Regions from separate parts of the Pan troglodytes genome. Here all the other regions are linked to region 3. The links are chromatin contacts, called in public HiChIP or PLAC-seq maps. All regions are on one chromosome and are shown on one strand. Each heading gives the region's core, a stretch centred on a gene start, on an enhancer-like site or on the middle of the called end of the contact. The rest is flanking DNA. Distances are from core to core; before and after follow the strand shown. Region 1 holds the start of CHMP6 (charged multivesicular body protein 6). Region 2 holds the start of LOC112206097. Region 3 holds the start of ENDOV (endonuclease V).

What was found. HiChIP or PLAC-seq counts read pairs in DNA pulled down with a chosen protein or histone mark.
Region 1: an H3K4me3 HiChIP or PLAC-seq map of stem cell-derived excitatory neurons shows a contact between it and region 3, with 10 times the contacts expected there. The contact joins the promoter of CHMP6 here to the promoter of ENDOV in region 3. A contact is called at or near these places in 3 of 7 Hi-C or Micro-C datasets (blood, induced pluripotent stem cells and stem cell-derived neural progenitor cells) and 1 of 1 datasets of contacts at active chromatin or transcription factors (stem cell-derived excitatory neurons).
Region 2: an H3K4me3 HiChIP or PLAC-seq map of stem cell-derived excitatory neurons shows a contact between it and region 3, with 8 times the contacts expected there. The contact joins the promoter of LOC112206097 here to the promoter of ENDOV in region 3. A contact is called at or near these places in 4 of 7 Hi-C or Micro-C datasets (blood, induced pluripotent stem cells and stem cell-derived neural progenitor cells), 1 of 1 datasets of contacts at active chromatin or transcription factors (stem cell-derived excitatory neurons) and 1 of 1 other capture datasets (stem cell-derived neural stem cells).

What each region holds. Positions count from the first base shown.
Region 1 is chr19:94,383,236-94,385,968 of NHGRI_mPanTro3-v2.0_pri, reverse strand. It overlaps CHMP6 (charged multivesicular body protein 6), which reads right to left and starts at 1,265. Exons shown (of 8, transcript XM_016930992.4): 1 at 1,052-1,265. The coding sequence starts at 1,114.
Region 2 is chr19:94,363,067-94,365,844 of NHGRI_mPanTro3-v2.0_pri, reverse strand. LOC112206097 reads left to right here and starts at 1,398. Exons shown (of 2, transcript XM_024350739.3): 1 at 1,398-1,901. The coding sequence starts at 1,476.
Region 3 is chr19:93,811,566-93,814,265 of NHGRI_mPanTro3-v2.0_pri, reverse strand. It overlaps ENDOV (endonuclease V), which reads right to left and starts at 1,302. Exons shown (of 11, transcript NM_001280289.1): 1 at 1,242-1,302; 2 at 912-1,110.

The sequences.
Region 1 (2,733 bases), core at 16-2,515, 570 kb before region 3:
TCTGCAGACAGCTCGGGACGGTGCCCAGCGCTGTGCCCATCTTCTCTAGGGACAAATGTGCCCGTTGTTTCTTTTCACAGCTTATGGACTCAGATGCCAACGTAAGATTCCCTCTTTCATTTACATTCGCTTCTCTTTTAGTATAAAATTAACCTATTTCTATTGCACAAAATTTAGAAAAGAAAGCATCCGAAAAAGCTAGCCCTGCTTCCATTTCGGGGTCTCTTTCGTGACACGTTTATCTCGTTACAAAAATGGACTATTCTTAACCCGCCGTGTCCCTGACATGCCAGGCGATTCCTCCTCCTACAGAAGCTAACTTTCACATGGGAAAAGGCACCACCACCGGCCCGGCTGTGCCCCGGAGTCAGTCTGGAGTCGCCGCAAACAAACGCGCCAAACACGGTGGTCCTGCACCCAGGCGCTGCGGAAACCCGGCAGGACCCCGGCAGGCGTTCGGCGCACCTGTCGGCCGCTCCTCGGACCAGGGCAGATTTCCTTCCAGTCCTGGCCTGGATGGGGTGAGGGAGAGGGGATGCTCCGCGCTGCCTCGCGAAGCCGGCAGCACCGCTGGGGCTCCGACCCAGGGCACCAGGAGGCAAATGAGCCGCGGGACGGGGGCGGGGGCAGCGACTCCGGGAGAGCCGGGACCCCCGGGGCCGGGACCTGCTCCCGCGGGCCCAGAGCCAGGGAAAGCCCAGCGCCGCGCGGACCCCACGGACAGGCCGCCAGGCTGTGGCCGAGCCCCGAACGCCGGCGTCGAATCCCGCAGTCACCAGCCGCGCCCACCCCGGCGGAGGTCGCAGAGGCGGACGCGCGGGCCCGGGGGAAGTCGGCAGCCACGGCGCCGCGCAGGAGACCCCGGCCCGAGGCCCCGCGGGGGAGGAGGGACGCAGGGCGGAGAGACCGAGGGGCCCGGCTGCGCGCTGCGCCTCAGTTTCCCCATCCGAACGCGGGGGGCCGAGGGCGCGGGGCTCTTCCGGCCCCGCCGCCCGCCCCGGCCCCGTCGCCTGTCCCGGCCCCAGCCCTGACCCCGGGCCCGGGCCCTCACCAGGATGGCCTTGTCCTGCTCCGTGACGCGGCTCTGCTTCTTGCGGCCGAACAGGTTGCCCATGGCGGCGCCCGCCCCTGGCCCGGGACCCACCAAGTCCAATCGCCACCCCCGCCCCACGGCTACCGTAGCTCGGGTCCTCCCGCTACGGCGGCCGCGCCGGGCCAGGCGCCGCGGAACGCGAAGCCCGAGCGCCTCCTCCGGCCGCGCGCCGTTGCCGCGGGTTCGAAACCACAGCCCGCCGGTCTCGGCGACCGCCGCGAACACCGCGGCCTCCTTGGACTGGTACAGAGAAGTGGCACGGATACCTGGATGTTAGGCCCCGCGATGTTCGGGCCCGGGATGTTCTAAATAACGTGTTTCCGTGCACCCTTCCTGTGCAGGTGAAGGCAAAAATTTCTTATCTCCTAATTAGATGGGATCCTTTTAGATTAACATAATTCAGTCTCCCCAGGCTTTCAGGAATCTTGTGCAGGAATCACTGTCCCACTGGCTCTGAACACAAAATGCCGCATTAATGATGTGATATCCAACGTTTTGCACTTTTTTTTTTTTTTTGATGAAGTCCTGCTCTGTCGCCCAGGGTGGAGTGCAGGGGCACTATCTCGGCTCACTACAAACTCTGCCTCCCGGGTTCAAGTGATTTTCCTGCTTCAGCCTCCTGAGTAGCTGGGACTACAGGTGCCTGCTGCCACGCCCGGCTAATTTTTGTTAGTAGAGACGGGGTTTCACCATATTGGCCAGGCTGGCCTTGAGCTCCTGACCTTCTGATCCACCCACCTCGGGCTCCCAAAGTGCTGGGATGACAGGCGTGAGCCGCCGCGCCCGGCCCGCTTTGCATTTTAAAGTGTTCCCTGAAATGCAACCAGCAGCGCCCTCCACCCAGCCCTTCAGCCCTGGGATCTTCCCTCTTCCACTGCGCTGCTCCCCGTCTGTAGATCAGTGCCAGGAGGAGACCAGCATGGCTGGGCTCAGCTTCTCCTTCCAAGGAATTGTGGCTGCGTCCCCCACAGAAGCATTCTTCCCTGGGGTGCTAAGAAACACATGAATGGGGATAAAGGGTAAAAGGGAGAAGCCACCCCGGTTCCCGCCTGAGTATCCTGACTGTGGTTCCTGAGCATTCACTAAGTGTCAAAGAAAAGCACTCAGCTGAGGATGGCTTGAGGCCAGGAGTTCAAGACCAGCCTGGCAACATAGCAAGACCCCCGTCTCTACAAAAAATATAACAAATAACATCGAAAGGAGAATAATTATCACCTGTTCCAAACCTTTGGACTCCAGAACCTTCACTGAGGTGAGGGGGCCCCTGAATTTTTGTGGGGTTCATCTCCCATCCTCTGATTTGTCTCACTAAGACATCTGAAGTACTTTTTTCCTTGGTGTCCATGGGGACGTTGAGGAAAAAAAAAAAAAAGACTTGCTACTCCCTGCTCCTCATGAAGGGGGAAGGAAGAGCTGGGTAGAGGAAGGCGTGATCCTTGGCTAGGGATCCCCCCACTGCCTGTGCCCACAAACCTAGGTGAGGACAGGGATTTTTGTTTTCCTGCCCAAATGTTGCATTTCCAAAGACCACCCTGGCCTGCCACGCCCCCATCCTGTCCGTATAAAATCCCCGAGACTCTAGCAGACTCCGTCTGGCCAGGCGTGGTGGCTCACGCCTGTAATCCCAGCACTTTGGGAGG
Region 2 (2,778 bases), core at 149-2,648, 550 kb before region 3:
CAGCTGGGTTGACAGCAGTGCCTCATCTGGGTCTTCCAGTTAGGGGAGAAGCTGGGCTCAGAGTATGAAGATGGGGGCGGCTGTGTTACTGCCCACAGGCACCTCCTCCTGCAAGGCACGTCATACCACTGTACCAGCGACAAACTCTGTGGCTCTCCTGCATCCAGCCCCTCCTTGCTGCTATGGTTGGGAGCCTTTCTGGGAGCCCTTAAGCTCTTGTCTCCCACATGGATGGGGTGCGCAGCCCAGGAAGGCTCTGCTGGTCCAGATCCCCATGCCCACCTGGGCCTCTGCTCCATGCAGGTGGTGGCTGCTCCCGCTCCACAGTCTGAGTTTGCTGCCTTTTCTTCTTTCTTCTTCTAACACAGAAGGCATGGAGGGGGTTGTGGTTGGTAAACCCAGTGTGCCTTGCTCTTGGACTCCCTGGCACCTTGGATCCTGGGCTGCTCGCTGGAGGCCTGTGACAGGCCCTGTGCTGCCCTGGGGCTGGTGCTTTCAGGGCTGGCTCCCCCATCGCTGGGTTTGGAGGAGCCCCTGGCTACAGGGTGGAACCTGGTTGGCCCCCAGCAGCTGCTGAAGGTGGAAGCAGCTGGCAGTTGGGGGCTGGTTCTCTGTGGGGGCAAACTCTGACCACAGTGAGCCAGGCAGGGGCCAGGACTGGGGAGCAGTTGGTGAGGGTGTGCGGGCAGCTCTCTGGGCCTCCCCCTGCTGGGAGGTGAGCCTGGGACCCCATGTGGGGAGCCCCCAGCCCCCAGCTCCTGCCAGCCCTGGGTTGGAGGCTGCGGAGCTTCCCGGCCGTGCAGCTTGTCCTCCCTGGAGGGCCCTGGGGGCTTACACCCTCAGGCAAAGCCTTCCCATCCACCCCTCCAGCTTGCCTGCGGTGGATGGTGGATGACCCTGGAGGGCAGCCGGGAGAGCCTCCAAGGGGAGGCCAGAGGGGAACCCACAGCTCTGAGTACCCCTGCGCCTCCCCCTGCAGATGCGGCTGTGGTTCTGTACCTCACCAGGCTGTGGGGATCTGAGTGGGGGTCCTGGGGTCTGGGCAGTTCTTCTGACCTCATCAGATGGCATCTGCCCTCCGATGCTGAGCCGTGGGTGACATCAGCCTTCTGGGCCCAGGAGGCCACCTGGCAGGATGGCTCAAGCAGCCTTGGGCAGTGACCTTGGTGGCTGTCGCTGGTGGCCATGAGCCCTGCATGAGTGTCCCTGGCCTCAGCACTGGGGGCTCCTCACTTCCTGGCCCCTGGAAGCAAACTCAGAGCATGCCTGTGGGGCCACAGGCTGTTTGGAGGATGCTGCAGTGATGGCCTTCTGGGGAGTGAGGGCTGGGTTTTGGATAGGGAGGTGGGAGGTGGGGGGTCCTGAACTGCCTTTCCTGCCACGTCAGGACCCAGGGCCGGGGACAGCGGGTGTCTCGGGGGCTGCATGGACGATGGGGGAGGACGTGCAGGCTGGCGGGGGAGGGGGTGGAGCGCATGGGCTGCCTGGCCCTGTCTTGGGGACATGAAGCCTGGTTTGCCAAGTGGGAACCGAGGGACCTGTGCTCCAAGAGACACATCCAGGGACTGCAATCAATTTCCAAAGGGCCTTTTCTCTTTTCAGCGATGCTGTTAAGAAAGGCAATGAATCATGTGCCACAAGAATCTTGGGAGAACCCACGAGCTTGGGAGCTGGTGACAGACCCCCATTCGGAGCGCTCTCTGCACAGCTACACAGCGACCCCGCCCCCGCCTGCCCATCAGGATGGCTCCGCGGCTGCAAAGGGCGAGTGCTTGGTTCCCAAGGCAGGGCCCAGCTCCATGGTTCTCCTCGCCTCACTCTCCTCCGTGAGCCTCAGGGACGCGGTGGCCACGGCACCCCCAGTTCTCCCCAGAGTTGCTGTTCCCACCTTTGGCTGTGAGGTAGGTGGCATGGCAGAGGGGGCTGGCCTGGGATGTGGGATCCTGCTGTGAGCGGCACCAGTGGGGTTTGTCATGCTGACACTGATGACAGAGGTGAACTCATGGTCCCCCGGCCCTGGGGAGCAGAGGCCCCCTTCCAGGCAGCAGGGCAGGGTAGGTGCATCCAGCACCCTCCATGGTCGCAGCCCTCCACCAGGTGGCAGGTCACGCCATGCCTTCTCTGTCCTCACAGTGGTGTGGCGGGGCTGGGTGTGTAACTCTCGTCCTGTGTTCTGTGGACACTGGTGCCTGGGTCACACAACGGCGGATGGAGCCTCAGAGCCCCAAGAGCCCTGTGGCTGCTCCTGCCCCTGGGATGGCAGGGCCAGCGCAGGGACTGTGGGGCTCAGGAGGAGGGACCCCCCCCTGCCGCAGAGGAGGCGGCAGTCAGGCGGAGGGGGTGGGCACGGGAGGGAGGATGGGATGGGCAGGGAAGCCGCCCCAACAGCTGCAGTGAGGTTCTTTCCCAAGGTGGAGGAGGGGGAAGGACAGGCAGGGCCCATGTGGTTGGGCTCTTCCTCCTCCAGCTCAGGAGCCACCAACAGGACATGGCCTCAGCTGGGTGGCACCAGGTGACCGGGCCCAGCTCAGGGTCTGCTCTCCTCTGATGGTCCAGGCGGGTACCGTGCAGCCCTGGGACTTGGCATCGGCTGAGCTGTGGCAAAGAGCTGTGTTCTTCCCAGCTCCCAAGCCCTGTGGCACCAGCAGTTGTGAAGTCCTCAGGTGACCTCGGACAGTGTCCATTGGGTGCTTCCCTGGTGCCAGTGCTGTTCTGGAAGCTTCTGTGGTCTTGTTTGGTGCTCACAGCACTCATGCCTGCAATAACTGTCCCCACGTT
Region 3 (2,700 bases), core at 53-2,552:
AAGGAAGGAAAGAGAGAGACAGAGAGGAAGGAAGGAAGGAAGGAAGGGAGGAAGGGAGGGAGGGAGGGAGGGAGGGGACTTGTTGCTTTTGAGGAAAATACTTGTTTTTTAGGAAAATTGGTCTGCTGGCAGTATGGAAAAGAAACCACTGAGGAGGAACATTTGAGCCAGGGCACCCATGAAAATGCTGCTCAGGAACCCACAGGAGTGATGGTGGCACAGCCAGGGAAGGAGCAGAGGGGAAACAGACAAGGGGACAGATTCCAGCGACATTTAAGAGGCAGAATAAAAGCGAGCTAGTGTGCAACTGGACGCGAGAGGAACGGAGGGGCCCAGGAGGACGCAGATCTCCAGCTTGGGCAACTGGGAGTGTGGTGGACAGGTCACTGAGATGAAGAACCCAAGATAACAATCAGACTTGAAGATAAAGCTCATGAGCTGATTCTTAACAGTCACAGAATTCCTTTAATTTTTGCCTTTTTTTCCCTTCCAAAACTCCCCAGACTTTTTTTTTTTTTTTTTGAGATGGAGTTTCGCTCTTGTTGCCGAGGCTGGAGTGCAATGGCGTGATGTTGGCTCACCGCAACCTCCGCCTCCCGGGTTCAAGCGATTCTCCCGCCTCAGCCTTCCGAGTAGCTGGGATTACAGGCATGCACCACCACACCCGTCTAATTTTGTATTTTTAGTAGAGACCGGGTTTCTCCATGTTGGTCAGGCTGGTCTCGAACTCCCGACCTCAGGTGATTCCCCCGCCTCAGCCTCCCAAAGTGCTGGGATTACAGGCGTGAGCCACCGCGCCCGGCCCACTCCCCAGACTATTAATGACATCCTACAAAACGAGAAGCCGGGTTCTACGCTTGCACTGCTCCCTGTCCCGGAGACCGCACGCCCGAGCCCACCGAGGGGCCCACCTCGAGCTCGGCGTCCTCCCAGGTTACCTCGAGCTCAGGGAAGCTGAGCACCACCAGGGAAGCACAAGCGCGGACACTGTCCCCTTTCACGAAGGACACGTCAACGCCCCCGACCCTCTGCAGACCCGAGAAGGCGGGGTCTCGCTGCCACGCCTCGGTGTCCCGGTCTACGACGTGGGCCTTCAGCCGAGCTTGCTCCCTAGGAGGACAGAAGCGTCAAATTTGGTCGGGGTCACACCTCAGACTCTGCCTCCTCCACCCGCGCGGCTGCAGCGGACAGAGCGCCTCTGCCGCGTCTTCTCCCGCTTCAAGGGAAAGCAAGGGACATACCGCCGAGGCCACAGTCCCTAGGAGCCCAGGCGGCGGAGACCCGCGCAAGCGCAGGCCAGACAAACTGGCCGGAAGCGAGAACCGCGCCCACCCCGCGGACTACAATTCCTGAGATCCCTCCGCTTCCGCGCCGGAAACTGGGCTTTGCTTTGGGGAGGCTCGGGCGGTGGCAGCTCCGATTCCACAGCCTGAAGACTATGAGCTCGGAAGGTCCGCGAAGGGCCGCCCGGCCTCGGCCCCCGCCTCCTGCGCGTCGCCTGACAGCATTACCGTTTCCACAGTGACAGCGTTTCCTCCGGCGGCCCTCCCGCCGCCTCCAGGGCCATGGCTTCGTCCCGGGCACCCCTTCCGCGCGTCACTTCCGGAAGCGACTCGCGCAGGCGCCGTCCGCCCTCGTTGCCATGGAGACGCTTGCGCTTTCCCGGGCCGCACTTCCCACCCGCGTCTTCAGAAGCCCGTGGCCGCTGGGTGACCCCTGCGTGAACGCACACGCACGCACACGGCTTCAGGTTGCCCCGCGGCGCCGCGCGCGATATCGGCTCGGATCCCGGGAGGCCGTCCGCCCCTTTTTCAGCGGATAGCTGAGGCCAGGTAAGTGACCGCGCGAGGACCCGGGAACTCCGTGACGCCCGTCCCGCCTCTGCTGTCCCCGCCGCAAGCGCTGCGCTCTGCACGGCGAGAGGGCCTCTTGCCCTGTTGAGAGCCGGCGGGCACGGCACTTCTGCCCCTTGGAAAAGGGTGGTCCAGCACTGCAGGTCCCACTCCTTGGCCCGGTCAGCGTCCGCCTTTGCTGAACCCCGAAAGGATTCACCAGGTTCAGGACCGCCCGGCAGTTGCCTCAGGAGCACTTACTGAGCGCCTGTCGTTGACGCCCCCACCTCGATGGCAGCTCAGGGGTGCCCTCAGGCTTTTGAGGGCAGGTGTCGTGTATTTAAATTCTTCACAGTTTAGCGGGCTGGACTCACGGGGGTGCTGCAAACTTGGACTGGGTTTCATCTGGGTCGGACCTTGCTGGGCAGAAAGCTTCTCCTACCAGGCAAAGTACGGCGACCTTGGGGGGGGGTCTTGGTTCTTACCTCGTGTTCCTCATTGAATGAGTGTTGGTTCAGTGCTCTCGCTGTACCAGGTGTTGTGCGAAGTACTGTGAGGGAGAATATGTATTTATTTGTGGGGAGCCGACTTTAAACCGGTGGTTGGGAAAGGCCTGAGAGGCGATATTGAAGACACCTGAAGGGTGAGTGAAAGAGCACGGCGGGTGAGTGGAGCAGCTTTCTCGTGCAGGTCGCGGGGTGGGAAAGAGGTTGGTGTATTTGAAGCACTGAAAGGCAGCCACTGAAGCTGAAGTGTAGCAGTTTAACCCATGGTTTTATATTCTCCTGGGAGGATTCAGAAGGGTGTATGTGTGTATGTATATATAATAGTCTGAATATAAACGTCAAGGGTGTTAGGTTTTGAAGGG